2 separate regions of the Oryctolagus cuniculus genome follow, and region 2 is linked to region 1. The links are chromatin contacts, called in public Hi-C maps. All regions are on one chromosome and are shown on one strand. The core of a region is the stretch at or near the end of the contact, and the rest is flanking DNA. Distances in the headings are between cores, read along the strand shown.

Region 1 (4,307 bases), core at 1,639-4,138:
AGGCACAGAAAACACTGCGATTTAGAGGGAGGAGCAGGTGAGGGGAAGCTCTGACAGAATGTGTCCGCAGCTCTAACCAGCAGGGAGCTCCAAGAGTGGGTGCTGTTACTTGTCTCAATGTGTCTGAAGAAATCCATCAGGTCCAAAACAAAATGCGCCCTATGGCTCATGTTGGAAACATCGAATTATCTCGGAGTAGAGGATTTGTGGGTGGGCTGTTGGGACTATGTGGGAAGGTCACTTCACATCACAGCCCTCTTGGTAGGAGGTAGAGAGGGACGGGAACCAAGGGCTTGTGGTTTGGAGTTTTTGCCAAACGGCTCCTGTTTCTCCAAAGACTTCTGGAGGTGGGCGCAGTATAACTTTTTCCACTTCTCAGCCATACCATTGTCAGTCACCTAAGAATATTTAATGCTCTGGCAGAGGGAGCTAGTGAGGTGGCCTCCATTACCTCTTGTCTTGACGTCAGTGAGGGACTGGTTCCCTGTGGCTGTCTAATGTGAAATAATTCAGCATTTGTACTCCAATTAAAATTCATGGGTATATATTATTAAATGGTACTGACTCATTCCATGGCTTCTTCTCAACTGAGTAAGTGCCAAAAATGTTGCAGAGACGTTAATAATGAAGATTCCATTAAAACTGAGATTTCCTGGTCAAACAGTAATTCAGGGCCATGAAGAAAGCATTTCTCATGTCCAAACTGTCCCACTGTCCTGTGTCTGTCTTCTGAAGAAGAAACCCAGGTCAAGAATCTTTCTGCCTTTGAGAGAAAGGAAAATGCTACCATAACTAGAATCCTCTTTTCCTTTTGTGAACTTCATGAAACCACCACTGGGCACAAGTTATGAGCCCCAAAATGGAGCTAAGTCACATTGAATTATGCAATCCATATTCAATATTACTCAGAGGACAGAAGGGGGAATAAGCCATCTCTCATCACTTAGCAGGAAAATAAAAGAGGAAAAAGAATTTTCTTGGGGCTGGTGTTGTGGTGTAGCTGCTAAAGCCACCCCCTGTGATGCCTGCATCCCATATGTGTGACGGTTTGCGTCCTGGCTGCTCCACTTCCCATCCAGATCCTTACTAAGGTGCCTGGGGAAGCAGTGGCTTGGGCCCCTGCCATCCACACGGAATATCTGGAAGAAGCTCATGGCTCCTAGCTTCTGTCTGGCCCAGCCTGGCCATTGCAACCATCTGGGCAGTGAACCAGCAGACAAATGATCTCACTCTATCTCTCCCTCCCTCTCCTTCTTTGCAACTCTGTCCTTCAAATAAATAAGAGGAATCTTTTAATAAAACGTAGGAGATGGGATGGTTTGTGGGTGGGAGGGTGATTACCGGGGGAAGAACCGCTATAATCCAAAAGTTGTACTTTCAAAATTTATATTTATTAAATAAAAGTTTTCTATTAAAAAAGGTATTCTTGATTTTTCAAAACTCAAACTTTTTTCTTAACATCAATTTATACTTTTTAAGGATTTATTTATTTATTTGAAAGTCAGAGTTACACAGAGAGAAGGAGAGAGGTCTTCCATCTACTGGTTCACTCCCCAATTGGCTGCAATGGTTGCAGCTGCGCCAATCCAAAGCCAGGAGCCAGGAGATTCTTCCGGGTCTCCCACACGGGTGCAGGGGCCCAAGGACTTGGGCCATCTTCTACTGCTTTCCCAGGCCATAGCAGAGAGCTGGATTGGAAGTAGAGCACCCAGGACTCAAACTGGCACCCATATGGGACGGCTTTACCTGCTACGCCACAGAGCCGGCCTCTATACTTTTATATTTAATAGGCCTGGGTGCATGGCTGAGGGAGAAATGCTCCAGGAGTTTTCTTCTCCTCTCTGACTCAAAAGACTGAACATGCAGCTACATATGGATGTTCTGAGCTGAGTAGCTGAAGGCAATCACTTTGAAGTTTTCCGTTTCTTCATTTGCAAAATGGGCATTATGATCTGTGCCCAGTATATTTTCCAGACTCCCTACCAAATCAATAAGCTCCATGTTAGACACATTTGAAAAGCAGTTGAAAACAACAGTGCTGCGTACTGCAGGCTTTTGACACAAGGAAGAGGTAGTCAGCGAAACAAATGGGAGCTCCCCAAGAGACACAAACGAAGAGTATTGGACATAAAGACAGGGCTGTTTAGCATGGAGTGGCTCTTGTACATGCAGCACTTTTGCATGAATCAGAGAAATGCTCCCCTACTGAAGAGACCCAGGCCTGCACACTGCCGTGGAAGTACCATCTTGGAACACATACTGAAAAGCATCCCTTCCTGTAGGTGGAGGATGCCCAGTGCCGGGATCCCAGCCCCCATATACCCATGCCAAGCATTCATGCACAACCCAATTCAACAGCCCTGGCCGTAGCCCTACTTCTGCCTGCCCCAATTCTGGAGCCATAGGATCAACTTTGATCCTAAGCTTGCTTACACAGAGAAAGATAAAAATGAATGGTGATTTCTATGGCCTCTTTCAGCTCTAAGATCTACAAAAATCCTATTGGGCCTTTACCATTCTTCTATCAAAGATGAATTAGCACAGACTGTAATTTCTGAGCTTAATTTTTTAAAGTCATCCAATGATACTCTATAAATTTTTAAATGAAATAGTGCATGGTTTGATGTGAATCAGATTAAAAAGTAAATGTTTTGGTATATACATGATGCTCAGGTGTAAAGCAACATGGTTAACCTGCAGAACAGGAAGACCAGCTCTGCATTGTCAGCAAATGGCACAAGAGGTGGAAGTAACACAACGACGCCCATTGAGGCTTTCACCCGCTTTCTGTGGGACTGAATATCAGAATCAGCGCTGCGGTATCTGTCTCCCAGAGCACCCACTGCACCAAGGAAGCAGGCACTGCAAGGAGCTTCTGACTGTTTTCCTTGTTGATGCCTTGTTGCCAGAAAACAGAAATCAGATCCTTGCCCAGGTTCTCCTATCAGCAAGTCTGAGTGCCAGCAAGCTCTTCACAACAGCAGAGCAAACAAATAGCAATCCACCTTTTTAAAGCTCAGAAATGTCTTGCTGTAAGACTGAGTGCAAAGTTTTAAAATCACATACACATACAACGAAGTCATTCACAACTCTTGAAATGTTAGCAGAAACGAAGTTGTTCGTATTACGCCTATTTCTAAACCTAGTTTCGGTTTTGAACTTTATATGTTTCGTTTTGTATTTTCAGCAAGAATAAGGGCTTCTGGGAACAATGACCACCAAGTAAGTCATTTTCAGAGAAGGAAACTGAAGCTCACAAAGAGAAACAAGGTAGCTCCAGGTCACATAGCAGGGCGTATTTGATAGGGCTGGGATTATCATTGAATGCTCTTTCCACTCTCCCATGATGAAAATGTCACCAGAAGGTTTGGTGGAAAACAGATGGCACAATAAATCACTGCAACAGAATTTTCCAGTTTCAAAAGATGAATGTTTTTCCCACTAACTGAGATCACAAGCGGCAGAAAGATCTCACCTCCACCACTGCCCATCACAGAGGCAGGATCTCCCAGGGCTCCCCTGGGCTAGACCCACGCCAGCCCCTGCGACAGTCTTCCCGGAGTCCTCCTTAGGATACACAGCAAGAAGCACACACTCTGGTTTTTCAGCCCTCCTTGCTGACCACATCTGCTTCCTCCAAAGCAGTGCCCCTACCTCCCTCGGACCCCAAGTGCCTGCCAGCGGAACCAGCCACGGGCCAGTGTTGCTCCCAGGTTGTCCCAAAGGCTCCAGTGGAATCACACAAATCATCACCCAAAGACAAAGCAAACACTGAGGAGCAGAAAAATGAACACCAAGTTTTAAAATAAGCCTCCCTTTTATTACACAAATCAGACACAAGCACGAACCTGTGTGCTGGAGAGCAGCAATGAGCAAGGGTTGCCAAACTATATGCAAATGAAGATAGGCACCAGAAATCCATTTTTATTATTTAAATCCAAAACATCCCTGTTCATCACTGGACACCACTCACAGGCAACCTGGCAGCAGTGCCATGATCTTGGCAATTCAAGGGTTTTCTTGCAAAGCCACTGGGGTGAAAGAACATGCTACTTCAACCCCTACATGACCAACCGGTTTAAAGAAACAACTCACAGAGCAGGTCCTTCCCAGATCACTGTTGGGGGTGCACCAATCTTCCGGTGAAAGGGGATTCGAATCCCCAACAGTCCACCGAGGCCCGGGAGGAACTGGGGGCCCCTCGGTCCCGTACAGTCCTCACCAGAGAGGTTCCTTTCTAGAGCCTGGGTGAACCGATGTGTTTCTAACACCTGCTAGGGTATGGACTCCACCAGGGGCTCCTCACA
Region 2 (4,188 bases), core at 853-3,352, 720 kb before region 1:
TGAGTACTCGTTATAGCATTAAATCACAATGTACAGCACATTAAGGACAGAGATCCTACATGAGGAGTAAGTGCACAGTGACTCCTGTTGTTGACTTTACAAATTGACACTCCTGTTTATGGCATCAGTAATCTCCCTATGCACCAGTCATGAGTTTCCAAGGCTATGGAAGCCTTTTGAGTTCACTGACTCTGATCATATTTAGACAAGGTCATAGTAAAAGTGGAATTTCTCTCCTCCCTTCAGAGAAAGGTACCTCCTCACAAATGTTCTTTGACATATTTTGTGACGCAATCAGGGTACAGAAAGAGGCAAATCTAATCTAGTGGTTAAATGTCTTGCCATTGGGGTTAGAGGGAACCACATTCAAATGACACCTTTCTATTTGAGGTGAATTCTTGTTAACTTATACAAGATATTCATTTTACCTGATACTTCCCTCATGTGGAAAATTAGCATAATATAACCTATTTCAAGGGTAACTGTAATGATTGTATGTATATGTGTATGTGTGTGTGTGTGTGTATACACAAATTACAAAACTATAACCCTGTGTATGTACGTGTATACACACTGTAACCCTACATATATAAAATTATATATATAATACATATATATATAATCTAGTACAATGTTTTCCATATAGTACAACCGTAGTGAAAGGTTTAAGAACCAAAGCAAAGCATGTCAAATGGCTGGTTTAGAGGAGACATGACATAAACTGATTCATTACACAGAGACAGAGTTCCCTGACCATGACTTCAGATTGTGTCAAGAACTTCATTATCATGCTATAGATTATGACTTTTGGTAAAACAGTACAGAGATATGATTCTCTCTCTAATAAATATGTTTATGAATGAAAAGATAAACTAGATCCAATCCTTTAGACAGACAGAAGAATTAGAGGAAGCAGTCTCTAAGTAACTTAGAATATTCTAATAGATCACAGGTCCAGAGCTGGAAGATTTATGAACTGGTTCCATAGCTATTTCTCACTAACTGTATGGTTGGATAAATTACTATTGGTTGGATGGGAGGAACTAGTAATCCTAGACCTTCTCTTTTGCTAATTAGGGATTTTCCTGTTAACATATATCTCATATCAGCAAGTGCTATTTACAGGACTATTACCACACTAGACTAGAAGATATTCCAAATGATAAACTGTATCTCATTTAACACGGTGTCCCTCGTCCCTCTTGTATAGGGGAGAATGTTGGTTGAACATATCAGCATCATGAATGAGAAGAGATACAGTTAATTTAACACATGTATTATAATAGGAATCAGATCATTCATATCTCCCTCTATGCCTTTTTTTTTTTTTGGCAGGCAGAGTTAGTGAGAGAGAGAGAGACAGAGAGAAACGTCTTCCTTCTGTTGGTTCACCCCCCAAATGGCTGCTACGGCCGGTGCGCTGTGCCGATCCAAAGCCAGGTGCCAGGTGCCTCCTCCTGGTCTCTCATGCAGGTGCAGGGTCCAAGCACTTGGGCCATCCTCCACTCTCTTCCTGGGCCACAGCAGAGAGCTAGACTGGAAGAGGAGCAACCAAGACAGAACTGGTGCCCCAACTGGGACTAGAACCCGGGGTGCAGGTGCCGCAGGTGGAGGATTAGCCAAGTGAGCCACTGCAGCGGCCCCTTTATGCCTTCTTACCCATATCCTCTTCTATCTTTCCACTCCTCTAAACTGTACAGTTGAGACCAGAATATAAAGCCTTTTTGTGTGTAGGACCAGAGGAAACTCATACAAACGGAGCATGTGAGAAATTTAGGCCTTCCATAACCATGAAGCTGCTTGTCATAATGGAACAACACAGGACTTGCAGGCAGATTGTCTGATTTAAGTACAACCCAACCCTACAATTTCTATTTCTATACCTTAGGCAGATTAATTAACCTCTCTGAGTCTTAGATTCTCCCTGTAATATGGGGATGATACTATCTGAATCAGAGGGTTATAATAAACACTAATGTATATAACACACATTGCAGACAATGTAGACTGCCTACCTAACAACCACTTATACCCTTCTGCATTCTAAATAGAAACAGTTGGGGTCTTTCTCTCTTGAAGCCTTCCTGCTGGCTGCTGCAGCAGGTTTCTGACGTCAATAATCTTGCCTTGTTCATTGGAAAGGAAGGAAGGAGGGAAGGAGGGAAGAAGGGAAGGAGAGAAGGGAGGGAGGGAAGGAGGGGGGAAGATATTGGGGCAGTTATCCTAATAATTTGACAGATATAATTTTATAACCATAAAACCAAAATATAACTGGTATTTTCTCACCTTTCTGAATGTCTAAATACGAACTAAATGTCCATTGTAAGCCTGATTTCACCAGAATTGTGTGCCACTTGGATAAGTAAATTTTGTCCTTAATGACTTTTCTTGTTTGACATTTTGTCTTGCTCAGGTACCTACTAGCTTCACATTTTCTTCTGTTACATCAGGGTCCTTCCAACACACAGAAAAGATCTTTTTAAAAAATATTTATTTATTTGAAAGGCAGAGTTACAGAGAGGCAGAAGCAGAGGCAAAGAGAGGTCTTCCACCTGTTGGTTCACTCCCCGGATGGCCTCAATGGCTGGAGCTGAGCTGATCTGAAGCCAGGAGCCTGGAGCTTCTTTTGGGTCTCCCATGTGGGTGCAGGAGCCCAGGGATTCAGACCATCTTCAACTGTTTTGCCAGGCCATAGCAGAGAGCTGGATCAGAAGTAGAGCAGTCAAGACTTGAACCAGTGCCCATATGGGAAGCCAGCACTGCAGACGGCAGCTTTACCTGCTATGTCAAGGGCTGGTCCTACACAGGAAAGATCTTGAAAGGTACCTCCAGGATGATCTTAAATGGCTGCAAACAGTCTGAAAGAGTTTCCTAAGCTAGGGCAATGACAAAAGGCATTGCAGCACTTTTCAACAAATATGAAGCACGAACAGTGGAATTGTAGGCATCAGCAGTGGATAGAGTGGTGTTATTTTGGGCAGTGGGTCATGCAGGCACTCCTGAAGTCATATGTTGTAGGCGTTTGACTGTTCTTTTGGCAAGCCAAGCCAACTCTGGTTGCTGCTTCTACACACTCTACAAACACTTGCATCTGCCTGGACATGCAGATCAAATGGCACAGAAATTGGGAGAGAGGGCATTAAACACATGGTTTTGTACTTCTTTTTTATCATTGCACCTATTTCTCCCCCGTCTCTCTGTAGTTACATTCTGGTCCTCTCTGTCTCTGTCCCTCTGTCTCTGTCTCCCTGTGTGTGTCTCTCTCTCCACCTGTCTTATTTCCCTCCTTCATTCTCTGACTTTCCTTTGTAGCTGCTTTAATAAACTGATATTTTCTGGATTTTTCTACAAAACTGCCTTGGGGCACTTCAAGAAATACCTTTCCAGCTCCCTGTTTTGATTACTCCAAATAGGCATACACAGCTGGCCCTTTTTCTTTTTGAGTAAAACCACAATCCACTCAGCAAATCACTGCTTTTCATTTTGCTGGCTGCAGGGAGAAAGGATCAGATAGGCGAGATGAGGATGTGGAAGGGGGGATGGGAAGATAATGACAGATCTGATGATAATTAATATTTTCTGTGTCTGAATAGTGAAAGTCTCATCCAAGTCCCCAGCCAAGCCCAAGTAACACTCTTGGTGTGTGGGTTTAAGTGCTCTGCAACCAGGCATGCTGAGGCTGGTTAGAGGGAGTGATGCTGTATAGGTGGAATTTTGTGGTTTTCTTTTGTTATTATTACTGAGTAAACCATGCATAGCTAAAAAGGAAACTTTAAATCAACCTACTCTCATGGTGAATTAATGTATTGGGTCTGAGTTACCTACCCCATAATTTAAATTGTCAGAAAGTTTATGTATTAATTATTAAAAGCTTAGAGTTTCCTTGACCATTCATTTTCATTTTTGTATAAAACCTCAATTATTTGTTCCTCATGTTTTTACTATTTTTTTTTTCAAAGCAATGAAACATCCCACATCTGACTGACTCGAGATAATTTTCAGATCCGCGAAAATAGCATTCAGTTCCTGGCGGAGTTCTGGAACTGCCTGCTACATGACTCAAGTTTTATTCAATTTTTCTTCCAAAAAGCCAACAAACTATTTAATATTTGTTGTTTTTTGGAAAGATTTATTTAATTTTTTTTTGTGAAAAGCAGAAAGGAAAAGAGAGAGAGAGAGAATCGTCAA

What was found. A called contact is a pair of places that touch in the nucleus more often than the background predicts.
Region 2: a contact with region 1 is called in a Hi-C map of an unstated tissue, with 3 times the contacts expected there. The contact joins two enhancer-like sites. A contact is called at or near these places in 3 of 6 Hi-C or Micro-C datasets (ear pinna, skin fibroblasts and an unstated tissue).

The regions. Positions count from the first base shown.
Region 1 is chr4:89,631,477-89,635,783 of mOryCun1.1, reverse strand. It overlaps P3H2 (prolyl 3-hydroxylase 2), which reads right to left. Exons shown (of 15, transcript XM_002716510.5): 15 at 3,799-4,307. All of the region lies in intron 1 of LOC127482915 (a long non-coding RNA gene), which reads left to right. Among named protein-coding and RNA genes, the nearest start is that of P3H2, 170 kb to the right of the region's middle. Within about 2 kb of position 2,888, at least 2 of the 8 cell types and tissues checked have an H3K27ac peak or open chromatin away from gene starts, as enhancers often do. A contact at or near this core is called in ear pinna, where this site is marked.
Region 2 is chr4:90,347,020-90,351,207 of mOryCun1.1, reverse strand. The region is part of intron 4 of TPRG1 (tumor protein p63 regulated 1); the gene reads left to right. Among named protein-coding and RNA genes, the nearest start is that of TPRG1, 110 kb to the left of the region's middle. Within about 2 kb of position 2,102, at least 1 of the 8 cell types and tissues checked has an H3K27ac peak or open chromatin away from gene starts, as enhancers often do. A contact at or near this core is called in ear pinna, where this site is marked.